Regions from separate parts of the Mus musculus genome. Here all the other regions are linked to region 1. Evidence: chromatin contacts called from public Hi-C and HiChIP or PLAC-seq data. All regions are on one chromosome and are shown on one strand. Each heading gives the region's core, a stretch centred on a gene start, on an enhancer-like site or on the middle of the called end of the contact. The rest is flanking DNA. Distances are from core to core; before and after follow the strand shown.

The links. Hi-C and Micro-C count contacts between places; a contact is called where the count stands out from the background. HiChIP or PLAC-seq counts read pairs in DNA pulled down with a chosen protein or histone mark.
Region 2: a Hi-C map of adipose-derived mesenchymal stem cells shows a contact between it and region 1, with 2.3 times the contacts expected there. The contact joins two enhancer-like sites. A contact is called at or near these places in 14 of 484 Hi-C or Micro-C datasets (the HL-1 cell line, adipose-derived mesenchymal stem cells, embryonic fibroblasts and 5 more), 1 of 115 datasets of contacts at active chromatin or transcription factors (embryonic stem cells) and 1 of 9 other capture datasets (adipose tissue).
Region 3: a contact with region 1 is called in a FOXA1 HiChIP or PLAC-seq map of pancreatic cancer cells. The contact joins two enhancer-like sites. A contact is called at or near these places in 2 of 39 promoter capture datasets (the 3T3-L1 cell line and hippocampal neurons), 1 of 15 datasets of contacts at CTCF or cohesin (the NIH/3T3 cell line), 16 of 484 Hi-C or Micro-C datasets (the AtT-20 cell line, the C2C12 cell line, the HL-1 cell line and 10 more) and 1 of 115 datasets of contacts at active chromatin or transcription factors (pancreatic cancer cells).

Annotation. Positions count from the first base shown.
Region 1 is chr3:85,921,072-85,926,110 of GRCm38.p6, forward strand. No RefSeq gene overlaps it. Among named protein-coding and RNA genes, the nearest start is that of Gm26204, 15 kb to the left of the region's middle. Within about 2 kb of position 3,095, at least 76 of the 459 cell types and tissues checked have an H3K27ac peak or open chromatin away from gene starts, as enhancers often do. A contact at or near this core is called in adipose-derived mesenchymal stem cells and pancreatic cancer cells, where this site is marked.
Region 2 is chr3:86,054,086-86,058,842 of GRCm38.p6, forward strand. The region is part of intron 2 of Sh3d19 (SH3 domain protein D19); the gene reads left to right. Among named protein-coding and RNA genes, the nearest start is that of Gm25188, 44 kb to the right of the region's middle. Within about 2 kb of position 2,781, at least 57 of the 459 cell types and tissues checked have an H3K27ac peak or open chromatin away from gene starts, as enhancers often do. A contact at or near this core is called in adipose-derived mesenchymal stem cells, where this site is marked.
Region 3 is chr3:85,771,528-85,776,044 of GRCm38.p6, forward strand. It overlaps a transcript of Fam160a1 not described here. Among named protein-coding and RNA genes, the nearest start is that of Fam160a1, 28 kb to the left of the region's middle. Within about 2 kb of position 2,569, at least 18 of the 459 cell types and tissues checked have an H3K27ac peak or open chromatin away from gene starts, as enhancers often do. A contact at or near this core is called in pancreatic cancer cells, where this site is marked.

The DNA of each region.
Region 1 (5,039 bases), core at 1,845-4,344:
TAGACCCCCCCAGAGCTCCCAGGGACTAAACCACCAACCAAAGAGTACACATAGAGGGACCCAGGCTCCAGCTGCATATGTAGCAGAGGATGGCCTTGTCCGGCATCAGTGGGAGGAGAGGCCATTGGTCCTGTGAAGGCTCAACGCCCCAGTGTAAGGGAATTCCAGAGTGATGAGGTGGGAGTAGGTGGGTGAGGGAACACCCTCATAGAGGCAGGGGGATGGGGAGGGTATAGGAGTTTCAGGGGAGACCGGGAAAGGGGATAACATTTGAAATGTAAATAAAGAAAATATCGGCCAGGGGGCGTGGTGGAGCACTCATTTAGTCCCAGCACCTGGGAGGCAGAGGCAGGCAGATTTCTGAGTTTGAGGCCAGCCTGGTCTACAAAGTGAGTTCCAGGACAGCCAGGGCTATACAGAGAAACTCTGTCTCAGAAAAAAAAATAGAAAGACGGAAAGAAATAATGTGTTTGAGGATTCAGAACAAAGAGTAAAACTGTTCTTACAGCAGAGAGTGCTCCTGTACATAGAAAATGGAGTGGAATCTGTAAGAAAGCCTCTCCAATTAGCAAGTAGAATTAGCAGGGTTTTAGGATGTAAGATCAATATACAAAAATCAATACTACAGATTGTTAGATAAATCAAACCTGTCTGGCCATTTGTTAGTAAGATAATACAAGGGTACATACATGTGATTGTTGTATCCTTTGTCAGCGCTCATAGAACATACCACACAAAGACTGAGCCCTGAGTGAGCTGGAACTGTAATAATAATCCATCAACATTGGTTCACCAACCGACCAAGCATACCACCACCTGGTACCAGTTCTCATTTGAGATGTTAGTCATGGGGGAGACTACGAGGGCCACAGGAGCAGGAACTTTGCTGTGAGACTGTGTCTCTCATGTCAGAATCTACACCCATCAAATCCCACCAGCTGCGTAAATGTTAGCTGAACAAAGACAGCAGGCAGGCCAGAGTGGACAGGGAAAAGCCCACGAGGCCTCAACCCTACACAGAGCTGCAGGCATCTAAGGGAGGCTGAGAGTGGGAGATAGGGTCTGCCCCAGGAAGGAAGAGCACACCAATTAGTTGTCCAACACCAAATGCCCAGCCCTGAAAACACATGCATATAAGTCACATTATACAGACTGAGAGGGTTGTATTTAGGAATATAGATGAATATGCACGTGACAACAATTAATGAAAAAAGAGCAAGGAGGGGCATTTGGGGAGGTGGAGGGAAGAAAAGAGAAGGGGGAAATGATGTAATTATATTATAATCTCAAAAATAACAAAGAGACTTTCTAAGGCTACACAGAAAAACCTTGTTGCTAAAAACAAACAAACAACAACAACAAAAGTAATGTGTCTGTTTGTCTTTCTGCTTACTATCCACCAGGTGGTGAAGAGCCTCTCCTAGCATAGTCTCCTGTGAGCATGTTCTGTCCAATGGCATGAGGCCAAGTGACCACGGACTGACCCTGAACTGGGACAACCTGCTATGACTCCCAATAGCATAAATTATGACGTACACAGCATTTCCCAGCACATACGCCTGCCCAAAAAAAAAAAAAAAAAAAAAAAATGTGACCTGAATCTCTTCCTGCCTATGGCTTAATTTCCTGTTTCCAGGAAATACATCTGGTGTATTCAAGGGCACCTCGAGAAATAGTCAGGCAAATTTAGAGAGCAGGGCACTGCAAGATGGCTCACTTGATAGCTTCATAAAGTCAATGCTAAGAAAATAAGTGCAAAGACTAAACTAAAGGAAAATATAAGTGACAATTCAATAGCCAATATTTGCATATATACTTCTATTTGTAAGTATTTTAAATAAACTGTGTGTGCTTACTACAGGGAAATTTTAAATCCATAAGAAAGTCAATAATCACATATAATTACGACTAATTAGTGATTTGTTGAAATGCTCTTTCCAAGGCCTTTTGAGTCGGCTTCTCCATCCCTGGCTAACATTAAGGGCGAGCCAGCCTATCAGTCAGCAAACGTGGGCCAATACAGCAAGCATCTCCAGCCTCAGCTAGCTAGGATCTGTCCTCTTCTTCACGTGCAAGACTGGATATCCATCTGTTCCGTTATTTTCCTCAATAATTTTCTCCTAACTATAAAAGTGCTTTTGTTTCTTATTTTATAAAATTATAAAACATAAGAGGAAAATTAGACTTCAACAATAAGTCTACCAATTAGAGATTTTATTATGTGTATGTGCCTCTTAAACACTTTAAGAACACTAGAATCTCAAATCGTTTGGGTATCTGGACTTTGCTTTTGTTATTGTCGTTGTTTGACTGCGGGGGTGGGTATTTGTGGGCACACATATGCCTATTTTTCGGGCATTCATGAAATGGAGGTTTACATGGGAGTGACTTACCTTAACTACCTGACACCTTAGCTTCTGAGCCAGGGTCTTGCTGAACCTAGAGCGAGCTGACCAGCAGACCCCAGGGATCCTCCCGTCTGCCTCTGCAGCTCTAGGGTTACAGCGCCCTGCTTTCCAAATTCAGGTCCTCGTGCTTAGCGGCAAGCACTTTACTAGCTAAGCCACCTCCTCAATTCCCAGGCACACACACACACTTCTTTTTTTCTTTTTTAGATAAAGTCCCATTGTGAGACACAAGCTAGTCTCTAACTTGTAATCCCCCTGCCCTACTTAGCCCCCTGAGTACAGGGGGTTACAAATTTGTCACCATAACGGGCTATTTATTTATTTACAAAATTTATTCTCGTTTATCATTTTCCCTGCCTTTAAAATAATGTCTGGAACACAGTTACATAGCTGCACTGTTTTCTTTTGTATGAACATTTAGCAAGTCATTTTACCAGCCCTTCATCATTAGATATTTCTATTACTTCGAAATTTTTCCCAAGGCAAGACCACTGCGCACTGGAGTAAGGGAACGTGCAATAAGCCTGTAGTAACTGTCGTTTAATAAACCACAGAGCTTAGAACTGAGGGGCGACATGGATGGCAGGGATAAAGAATGTCTTCCCCCTGGTTCCAGGAGGTCGGTTTTTACTGCCCTAGCGAGGATTCCCTGGAACCCGCCTCTCCAGGGTTCCTACTGTCTGCTGAGCTGCACTGCATCCCTGTGGCCATGGGTGGTACTGCAGCACGGAGGCCTCAGCAAAGCTGCTTAGATTCCTTTCCTGACCGATTTTTTAAATCCAATTTAAAACTGTGACCATTTTCCTTCAACTCTCAAATTGGAAATTTACAAGCCCAAACTGATAGTCTGTGTGATATTTCCCTTGTAATAAACACTACTTTAGTGCCTTGAGCATTTAACTAAAACAAACAAAAACCTACCCAGCTGTAGCGCCCGCCCTCTCCCCCACACCGTCCTTTAGTCATATTGAAGGAAGCCCTCAAACAAGTGGAGATTATTCTTCTCTGTGGGACTTTCCACATGCTAGCAAGAACTCCTAAGGCTCGGCATTCTTTGGATTCCAGTGGGTTTGGTTGTCTTCCACATGCTACATGGACTGTAAACAGTCCTGCCCCACAATCCGATCTCCTCCCCTACAGGGCTGGAAAGGTTCCTCACGTTACCCATCCTTTCTCATATCTTGGAGACAGTAAGTCCCAAAGTGACACAGTAGAAATCTAGTGTGCAGAAACCCGGAACAAGGTGGTGTATGATACAATACATTCTCTTCATGCAGTTCCGTTATACTTAGCTCTGTCAGTGTTCCTGAGGCAACTACTAAATGGCCACAGACACTGACATCAAGAAGAAAGAGCAAGGGAGGAGAAGGAAGGTCCGAGAGATAGGCTCTCAACTGTGCACAAAGTACTGCTCCTTTCAAACTCTTCCAGTAGGGTCAAAGTTTGGAGTGTGGATGGTTTTGTTTGCTTGCTTCCTTTTTCAGTACTGCATATGGACCCATGGCCTCAGGAAAGCTAAGAAAGCGGTCTACAACTGATGCTGTACCGCCAGCCCATTGATGAGCTTAAGATGGTGAGCTCAGACACCCACATTCCCAAAAGAGTTTTTGGCTACCCACGTGACTCTAATATACCACCGGCATTGCAAACCTTTGCCTCAGAATATCTACAGTACTGAAGAGAACTCCTGAGGCTCAAGTCATAAAGACATAGTTCTAAGAGTAAGAATTTCTGAGGCAGGGGGAGCACGCCTTGAAGGCAGGACTGGTTGTAGAGATCTGCTAGGCTTGATGTCTACCAACCATTCTTTCTTCTAAAAGCAACTGATGTTCCCATGGAAACTGCTGGCTCCCTACCCAAGTCTGTCACTTGAGGTATGTGAGCTTCCTACCCTGGCTCAGGACAACCCTGGCCACTCCTGTCCTGCACCGTGCATCCAAGATATGACTTTACTTTCATGGAGCTAAACTTGCCCTTGGACTCAGTCATAGCTGAACCTTAAGGCTAACCATCTACCCTCAGCCCTTTCCACTCCTGAGCCAGCCTATCCTCCCTTTTATTGTTTTTTCTAAGTGATTTTTATTCGAGCTTTGTCATTTACAACATAAAAATTTCTGACAAATGTATATGCTTTCTAGCTATGTCCACACACAGGAAGGCATTGATATATCCTGATGTTTGTTTTTGTTCCATGATAAAAATTTCCTTCATCGTTCTAGGCAGAGCTCAAGCTAATGAATCACAAATCCCATATATTTGGAATGCTTCAGCCTTGTTCAATGTATCTATTTTTAGCATGGATCTTATAAACTGTCCACATACATAAAATGGAGATACAATATTTCACAGAGTTTTTGAAGGCAACAGGAAAAACTAACATGAAATCATTTCATGCTAGTTAAGTGTTGGCTTTTCCAAAGGGTATTCCTCATCATTGTCGTCATCATTGTCATGTCATCGTCACCATCCATCATCACCATCATCATCATCTCTCATTTTCTGTCACCAAGTTCCTGGAAAGTTACCTATCGTTAGTTTCAATGGTTACACAAAGACAATGTAATCAAGCAAGAAAGTGGTGAAAACATTATACTCTGGCTTCTTCCAGGATATAATCTTCCCAAGAGTGCT
Region 2 (4,757 bases), core at 1,531-4,030, 130 kb after region 1:
CCCAGTGCACCTGCCTTGTGACTGCGTTGAAAGTAAGATGAGTGTCCAAGAAGGCTTGTCTTGTCTCCCTCCCTCCCTCCCTCCTTTGGAACAGGAGGGATGGAAATTAGGACCTTCCTTTGGTAATTAAGAAAACAGAAGAATAGAGAGAAAGTACCAGCTGGCTCATAACCTTCCGAGTAGCCTAAAGAACAAGCATTCCTTCAGCTGCACGCCTTTCCTCAGGATAAAACTGTCCTTGGCACTCGAGATCTGCAGGCAGCCAGAGGTACTGTGCTGCAGGTTCGAGGATAGGCAGGGAAACCAGCAGCCATTGCCCACTGCATCCTGAAGAGAAGATCCAGATGAGGAAGTTCTCAGAGACTGCACTGTACCCTCACCATTTCCATCGAGGGCTCCATCTTTAACACCTTGGCTCTTTAAAAAAAAAAAAAAAGTGGAATTACATGTGTTTATTCTAATTATGAGGTAGAATATGTTCATGATGGGGATTTTTTAAAAGACAAGTATATAAAAGGAAGCAAAATCATCTAATCATACCTACCCATAGTTAATCATTATTACATTTTAATGTAATTTTTATGATTCTATCTTTTCAAATAGATTATGACTTTAATATGGAAAGAGGTTCATAAGTATGCTATTTTAAAACTGTTGCTTTTATTTCATTAGTTCATGATTTTTTTTCCCACTTCAAATACATATTCTTAAGATTATGGTTAAAATTTTTTATAAAAATAAAAAATGCTGTAGAAAGCCTACAAAAAATCAAGAAAAAGGCTTATCAGTAACAGTTCAATAGTAGCTAATGTTAGTGTACTGTGAATGCTCGTTATATTATCTGTTAACATGGTTCTTCACAAAGCAGTAGCCTGTAAGCATTTCCCCACAGCATACTCCTTGGTAGTATTCCATCTTGCAGGTGTAGTTTACCCAAGGTTGACCCTCCTGTTAGCTGCTGTTCAGCTACTCCCACTCTCTCCCTCGTTGTCCTTTCTTCCTTCCATAGGGTCTCACCGCGCAGCCTCAAACTCAGTGCTCCAGCCTCAGCCCTCCTGAGCACGCCTAGCTTCTTTCTGTTAATAAACAGTGCTGTGAACAGGCCTGTAAATTCTTTTTAGATTTACTTATTTATTTTATGTGTATGAATACACTGTAGCTGTCTTCAGACACACTGGAAGAGGGCATCAGATCCTATTACCGTTTTTTGTGAGCCACCATGTGGTTGCTGGGAATTGAACTCAGGACCTCTGGAAGAGCAGTCAGTGCTCTTAACCGCTGAGCCATCTCTCCACCTCCCAACAGTCTTTTATTTGCACTTTGTCGTCCACCTCTGATAATCTCTTATAATAAATTCCTCATAGTGAAATTAACAGAGCAAAAAGTACAAATGAGCCGTTTAGGACTCCGTGTGTATTGATATAATGAGTTGACTTAAACTTTTCAGATAAGGCTAAGCAGTAATATTTAACAGGTTAGAAGAGGGGGGTGTTTGTGTGCACACGTTCACACACACACACGTATGCATTTATATTTGTGTGCAAGTGTGTGAGCATGTAGAGATCAGAAGATAGCTGGGAACTCCTGGGGACTCTCCTGTCTCTGCCTCCCACCTCCCCACAGGAGCCCGGGATTAAACTTGGATCTGCACACTTTTATTCCAAGTGTTTCCCCTTCAGCCCGCTTAGATGGTTTAAAAAGCATTTCATCTTATGACCATTCAATTTACAATAGATTTACTGGATATGACCTATTACAGTCAAAGAGCATCTGTGCTGCCCAGCGGGTTTCCCAAAAGTTTGCATTCTCACTGTATAAATAAATAAATAAATAAATAAATAAATAAATAAATAGCTGTTCCTTTGCCCTGCATTATTTATGGGTGTAGCAGAAGAAAATAACAAGAATATTGGTTTTTGTGAGGGTGTAGCTCAGTGGCTGAGTACTTACATATCATTTTGTAAGGCTATGGATTCAGTCTTTCTCATCTCTCATCTCCCAAACACACACATTCTATCTCAGTATAACTCACATTTATTAGAAGCACGCTCACACCCACCTCTGTTATCCGTTCCTGTAAATTTTAATTCAGACTCCTAATCAATACTTTCCGGCCTGTATCTGAAATAGGACCCATGTGTGTTCAAGTTAAGGAAACTTTTTAGGTTGTTCTGAAATGAGCTTTTAAAGCCCTGTTGCAACTGTGTAGCGCCCCCTTAATGGTAGAACCGTTCTCCAAGGGACTGTAGAATGGAGCCACTGTTCAGGCTGCCTGAATTCAAATCCTGGCCACATTGTTTAGGAGCTGGGTTTCCTGGGCAAGTTTGGTCTTTCTTTACTTCAGGTTCTGCTGCAAACAGGGCTAAGTGTAGTGTCTACCTCTTAAGTTTGTGGTACTTCCCTAGTTGCTATATTTGTCAGCAAAACAGGCCCAGTAATATATGTATCTGTATTAATAGCTATATTGGGAAGGGAAAGAGATGACTTATCAGTTCAGAGTGAATACTGCTCTTGCAGAAGACCAGAATTCAATTGCTGGTACCCACCTTGGATGATACACGGGCACCTATGACTCCAGAATCAATGCCTCTGGCCTCCGAGAGCACTGGAGTGCACATATGCACATGCACACACACACACACATGTACAGAATTAATAACATAATAGAGCTTTTACAAAAAGGGAGAAGAGACTGCAGAGACTCTCTCAGAGTATTGTAGGAGCTGACTAAGCAAGTGAAGAGCCAAAGGGCAGGCCTCGAGGGAAGCAAGTTGGCACTCTCCCATACAGACTGACGCAGCTACAAGGGTGCTGCCCCTGAGTAGAGTTCTCCGCCCCAGAAGCCTTACTCTCCCTTTGAGGCATTCCAGTTGAGTGAACCAGGCCCATCTGGACTTGTTTACAGCTAACCTCCCAGTATTAACAGCTTTTAACCTATCTATATAATGCCTTCAGAGGAACATGTAAATTTGTATTTGAACACTGAAGACTGTAGCCAGCCACACTGATACATAAAATTGGCCATCATCGTCTCTTTGGACCTTGGGAGAAGCCCACTAAGCCCACTTACATGAGTTTTGATGTCATTAATGCTTCTCAAGGACAGGACTCTGCGTCTCTCTAAGTCAGAAAATGTTGATATTGCTGTTTGTCCATTTTTGTCATAAATAGCCGCACAGTTAATATTGATTGTGGTCCTGAAGAGTCCTGCCGTTTTGAGACAGGTGCCTGATCACGATAAGATTCTACATAATAAAAAGAGCCTGGGGCAGTACACGGCTGCTGTGCTTTGCTTAATCTGGACCAGAAGTGCTGGGTTGTAAGGAACTGTGTGGTTTTTGACTTGATGATAAGATGTTTTCTTAGGCTACTTGAAAAAAAGTTCAAGATTTGGTTTTCTGCATTTATTCTGATTTTTGTATAATCAGGCCACTTCGTAGGAAACTGATTGCATTCCTTTGGAAATAAGCCCTCACCGCCACTCAATCCACACACAGAATGACTACACACACACACACATTCCTTTGGAAATAAGCCCTCACCACCACTCAATCCACACACAGAATGACTACACACACACACACACACACACACACACACACACACACACACACACTCCTTTGGAAATAAGCCCTCACCGCCACTCAATCCACACACAGAATGACTACACACACACACACACACACACACACACACCCTTGGAGAAAAGACACTAAACATTATCAGATACTTTCTGGACTCAGATCTTAGGAGTCACTCTGGGAATGACCCCGTGTGGGTTCTCCAGCCTGTTAGGGGTATTGTTTAGGTGGTTTTGAGCAATGTGGTGATAACTGTCACAAAGGCTGACCCCATGCAGTGATGGAGGGAGGCTGCTTGCAGCTAGTGCTTTGCTTGTTTCTCTGAGAACTCTTTCACCAGGCCCAGCAGAGAAGCACAGGCACGCACCTTGAGCCAGGCTCTCCCATGATCCCACACCTTCCGCATGTAGCTGGTGGACCTCTAACCTGCAGGATTTGCTAATCAAGTCTTTAATCAAGTTTAAGCTAGAAGACTCAGAGCTTTAAAATTAGCTTTATTCCAGGCTTGAAAGTCATTAGACTTGGGATTGCTGGCACGTGTGTGCAGATGCAGGCAGAGTCCAAGCTTAAAGATGAGACAGAAACAATGAGAGGAGTTCAAAAGTGGGAAGGCTCGTTTTCCTCCAATGCCGCACCTCATGTGTGTGTGTTTTTCTGTTTGTAAGAAGTCTAGAGATAAACTTTGCATGCTCATAATAAAACTCATCATTTCTTTAGAGCTTAAGGAGGTTTCAGGTTGTTTCAGCCTCACATGATGATATGATTCCATTAAAAGAAGCAACAGCAGCAATATTGCAACTTAGAAACAAAGGCGTTTCTGGCGTTTTTAATACAGGCTTTAAAACTCTCCCAGACTGTAGGTTTTACTCTGAAATGGATTTGGATGCCATGAATACATTAGGAAAACAGAGCAGAATGGAGTTTTAAAGTGTTTACAGGCAAACCAGACCCCTCCTGTCGCCCTCCCTCTCCTACAGGAAGATGCATCACTTGCCTGCCTGCCTCCCGTATGGGCAGTGGCAGCAGACGCTTGCCTCAGTGAACAGTAGACATCGTTGTTATTTTGTTTTCTTAAACCAGCAACAGTTTAAAATATTTTTCATGTAGGATTTCTTATAACAAAATGCAATCAATCTTTTCTTCAAGACAAGGTCTGTAGACTTGACTTGACTTGAC
Region 3 (4,517 bases), core at 1,319-3,818, 150 kb before region 1:
TCTGCAGGAATACTATAAAGGTTTTCAAAACTAATTTTTCTAGACACCCATGTAATTGGAAGTTATGATATGTGTTCCAGTGAGTTAAAGGCAATGCATCCTGTAGATCCCTTCACAGACCCAAAGCTGGCGCTCTCATATAAATGGTCCAGTGCTTTAGCAAGTGGCCCCTGCTCTTTCTTCCCACCATTTTCAGCAGTCATGAGCCAGTTGCTATGGTTGAGGGTACCCCTCTCCTCATTAGAAAGAACCTGCTCTCCTGGCCTCCACTGAAAAGACAGGAGATGAGGGAAAGGAAGGAGATCAAAATTGATGAACAGAAAACATCTGAGATACACCTTTCAATTCACATGACATATAAAGGATCTGATGATGGTAATGAACTCAAAATTGCATAATCTTAGACTAACAGCAAGGAAAAAGGACCTTTAAAATTACTGGGATTCAGGACAGGAATTATAAACCTCAGGTAGAAAAGGAAAAATTAATGAAGATTCTGAACTTGAAAAGCTGCCCTGGTTTAAGCAGTTAAATGTCAAAACCAAGAAAAAAACAGCGAAATCCAACAGGGGAGAACTGTAAAATAGGCAGGCATTAAAAAGGAATATTTGGTATATTTATTATTGGGTGGAGCTTTGGCCTGCCATGGTGCCAATTGACATCACAGACAGTTCTGTAGTGTTCGTGCTCTCCGTCCTATTTTATGAGGCTCCCAAAGGTAGAAGCTGACCGTCGGGCTTTGCAATGCTAGCACTCACAGAGCCCTCTCAGCCCTGAAAGGCCTCTTTCTGAAAGCAATCGCATGGCATGGATTTCTGTGATGCCAAGTGTCTACACAGTTTGTTTCTTCCATATGAATTAACAGCAAGCAAAATTCATGCTTTCGTTACCATACTTCCTTCTTAATACATCTCTTACCAGGCCTGGGAAATCCAGGTTCCATCTCTGTAGTTACTAAAGAAATCTATTTATAGATCAGTGGGCCTCCAATTGCCCACCAAGGAATCCAATACTGAAGAAGCCATACATTGCCCCTGTTCTTACTGAGCTCAGTCTAAAGTGGAGGTTAGACAGGATACCAACGGTGATCCCAGCTCTCACATTTTTAACTCTATTCCTTTTCTTCTAGGTTCCATGGCTCTAACTTCACTTTTTGATTTCAGTAACTAGTTACCTCTAACATCTATAAAATAATCAATGCCGATTGTGATGGTTATCACCATGGACACACCACCTCTGTGTGTGTGTGTGTGTGTGTGTGTGTGTGTGTGTGTGTTTCCAGCAAGGTCTGACAGAGGAGAGGAGATCTACTCCAAATGTGAAGAGCACCAAGCCATAGACTGAGCTTCTCCCTTAGACTATGACTTGTTACAATAGGAAAACTTATATATCATATAAAAACTTTAATTTGTTTTAGACATGGTCTCAATGTATAGCCCAGGCTGGTGTCAAACTCACAATTCTCCTATTCCAGTCTCTAGGGCAGGGAACCCAGGCGTGCACTAATGTATTCAGCACAGGGTTGTTTTCTAACAGATACAGTCAAGTTGGTTCAGAATGCAAAAAGATAGATGCAACGTTGGGATTCTATAAAAAACAATCAGAGCCTCAACGGGGGAAAAAAAGCACACAACATTATTACAGGTGGACAAGGAACACGGGTAAAGGCTATGAAAAAGCAGGCCTGTGAGAAAAGCATAGCAGGCTCTTCCACCTCAAGAGATGGGACCTGATCCCATGCAAGTCTGGCCACTGGGTCACTCCGTCCTGATTGCTTAATGAAAGTGTGCAGATCAGCAGACATTATGCTGGAGCATTCCAAATGTCCCTAATTATGGCCAAGTAGATGAAGGCCTTAAAAATTATACTTCACCCTATTTGAAAGGGTATCTGGCACATCATTAATTAAAGCACCTCAGCTCCCCTCTACATTAGAAGCATGATAATTATCTTCATACAAAATTTGCTTTATAACACTTGAAATGCTTCAAATCCTAGGGTGACAACAGAATATAAACAAAAAGTCCATGGATTAACGCTGCAGTCCAAGACTATACTACTGCAGATCAAAGTTAAGAGCGCCCCCTTTAGGAATAAGGAGTAGCAACAGGCCAGGGAAAGAAGTGCAGCAGTTGCCATGATGGTTATTGTAGTAATATTGGCAACATCGGAGCTTTCTTGAGTCACACATTACACTAAGTGCTTTTTTTTTTTTTAACACTACTTTATGCTCTGAGATGGTAATTTACAAAGTTACCCAGCTCAAAATCAACAGGGTGAAGGACTGACCCCTGGTCCATCAGGCTCCCAAACCCCTAATCAGCTCTGTGCCACCAACGAGCCCTGGTTAAAAGACAGCAGGAGCAAGAAGGAGGAGAGACTGTCTGTTGCAGGCACCTCCCCAGATGGTGATGTGCAGAATTAACAGCAGAAATCACACAAGATGAATGCCGCCCCCCATGAGTGAGTCCAAATAGGCAGAGATAAAGAGTACTTTCTCACACAGGGCTGTGACCCCTGAACAAGGAGAACAGCAGGCGAGACTGAGGCGTGAGGAAAGGGTGACTCACCAAGGCTGCTCTTGGGGGAACTACAGGGTGCACTTATCTATCTAGTTATTCAAACAAGTACTGCATGCCTGCTCTGCATCAAAGCCCAAAGTGCTGTCCTGGCCTCCAGGCATGGTGTTCTGGAAAGCACAGTAGAACCCTAAGCACGAAGAGTCTGGCAGATGACTGCAGGCCACCAGAACACCTGCCGCAGATGGCGACTTACCAGGGGGAGAGCTCCCCTCCCGACCCCAATTATGTTGTGATATTGTGAGGACATATTCACTCCAAAAGCACTGAGATTTAACCATTTCTTCTCAACAACAGAAAATGTGAGATCTTTGTGAGAAGAGTTTTTTCTGGAGATGAGAAAATGAAACACCACCCCAGGAGTCAGCCACCAACAAGAGCCCCAAGATCATAGGGCCCATCTCTCCAAGAGCTGCAAAGTCCAGTGCTATCATGATGCTACAACCCAGCCCTGATCTGCCAGTGTTTAAAAACACATTATAATCTAGTGAAGCCAAATAAATCTGGCCTTAAATCCCAGCTCTGCTCCCTACAAAGACTGTAGCTTTAGGCAAAGTACTTAACCTTTTGTGGCCCCAATTTCTGCTGTTTCAAAATGGAGATAACAAGCTCTACCTTACTGGCACCTTGTGGGCATAATAGTACTCTCTTCACTGGGGCCATACAATGTCCTGCCATGGCCCCATTTTCTGGGCACTAGTCAGATTTCTAGCCACTGCTTGGGGTCAGCCTTAAACAATGATTTTCTGCACTAGAGCAATACATGATCTCAACCTGCTAGCCAAATGGAACAGAACCAGAGAAAGTCAGGGTGGGAACATGATCAAAGCACTCTAAGCTGGTCACCAGTCTGCAGTATGCTTGAATCTCAGAGATGGTGATCCACTGGCTTCGTCATCAACATTCCTAGTTCAAATCTAAGCGGTCAAGTGACCTGGTAGCAAGCAGTAAAGCAGATAAGGGTGAGGCAGCCAGCAGTTCGGAGCGTAGCTGGGTACGAGGAGGGATGACAACTGCAGCTGGAGAACTAACTTGTTGGGATCCAACAGCCTCTGATCCTAGCCCCTGGGTGTCCAGTTCCCCTCAGCCTTTGTCCTTTCTAGAGCCTGCTGCTGTCTTTGCCTAGGATCTTACAATAAGCTTCCTACTATCCAGGTCACAGGATGTTTTCTCTGTTCTCTGTGACCTGAGATAAAGTGGGTGGGAAGCCTCTGCCCACCTGGGAAAGAGGCCACAGGGAGCAGAGAAGCATTCACTGAAATTCTTTGTTAACCCTCACCGGATGGGCAGGGAAGACTAGACGATTCCTTCGGTTGAAAAAGGCTAAATAAAGATACTTCCCACGGAGGGCTGCCGAAAGGACCACCTGGTGTATGCTGGGGAGGCTGCAAACCATCTACTGTGAGTGAATGACATATTTAAGACGCTCCATGAAGGGCTGAAGATGTGCCTCAGTGGATAGAGTGCTGGCCTTATAGGCACAGCCTTAAATCAGCCCCCAGCAGCCCCTGAGCCAGGTGGTAGCGTAAGCCTGAAATCCCAGCACTTAAAAGATAAGTGGGGGGCTGGTGAGCTGGCTTGCCAGGTAAGAGCACTGACTGCTCTTTAGAAGGACCTGAGTTCAAACCCCAGCAACCACATGGTGGCTCACAACCATCCGTAATGAGATCTAATACCCTCTTCTGGTGCATCTGAAAACAGCTACAGTGTAGATATAATAATAAATAAATATTTTATTTATTTATTTATTTTTTTTTTGGAAGAAGAAGTAGTAGTAGTTGTTGTTGTTGAGTGGGCAGGTCTCATCCTCAGCAACACAGTGAGTGTAACATCAGACTAAACTACATGAGACTGTGTCCAAAAGGGAAAAAGAACATAATAAAAAATTCCACAATGTACAATTCCAAAGTCCAGAATTGCTAGTATTTTTATGATTTC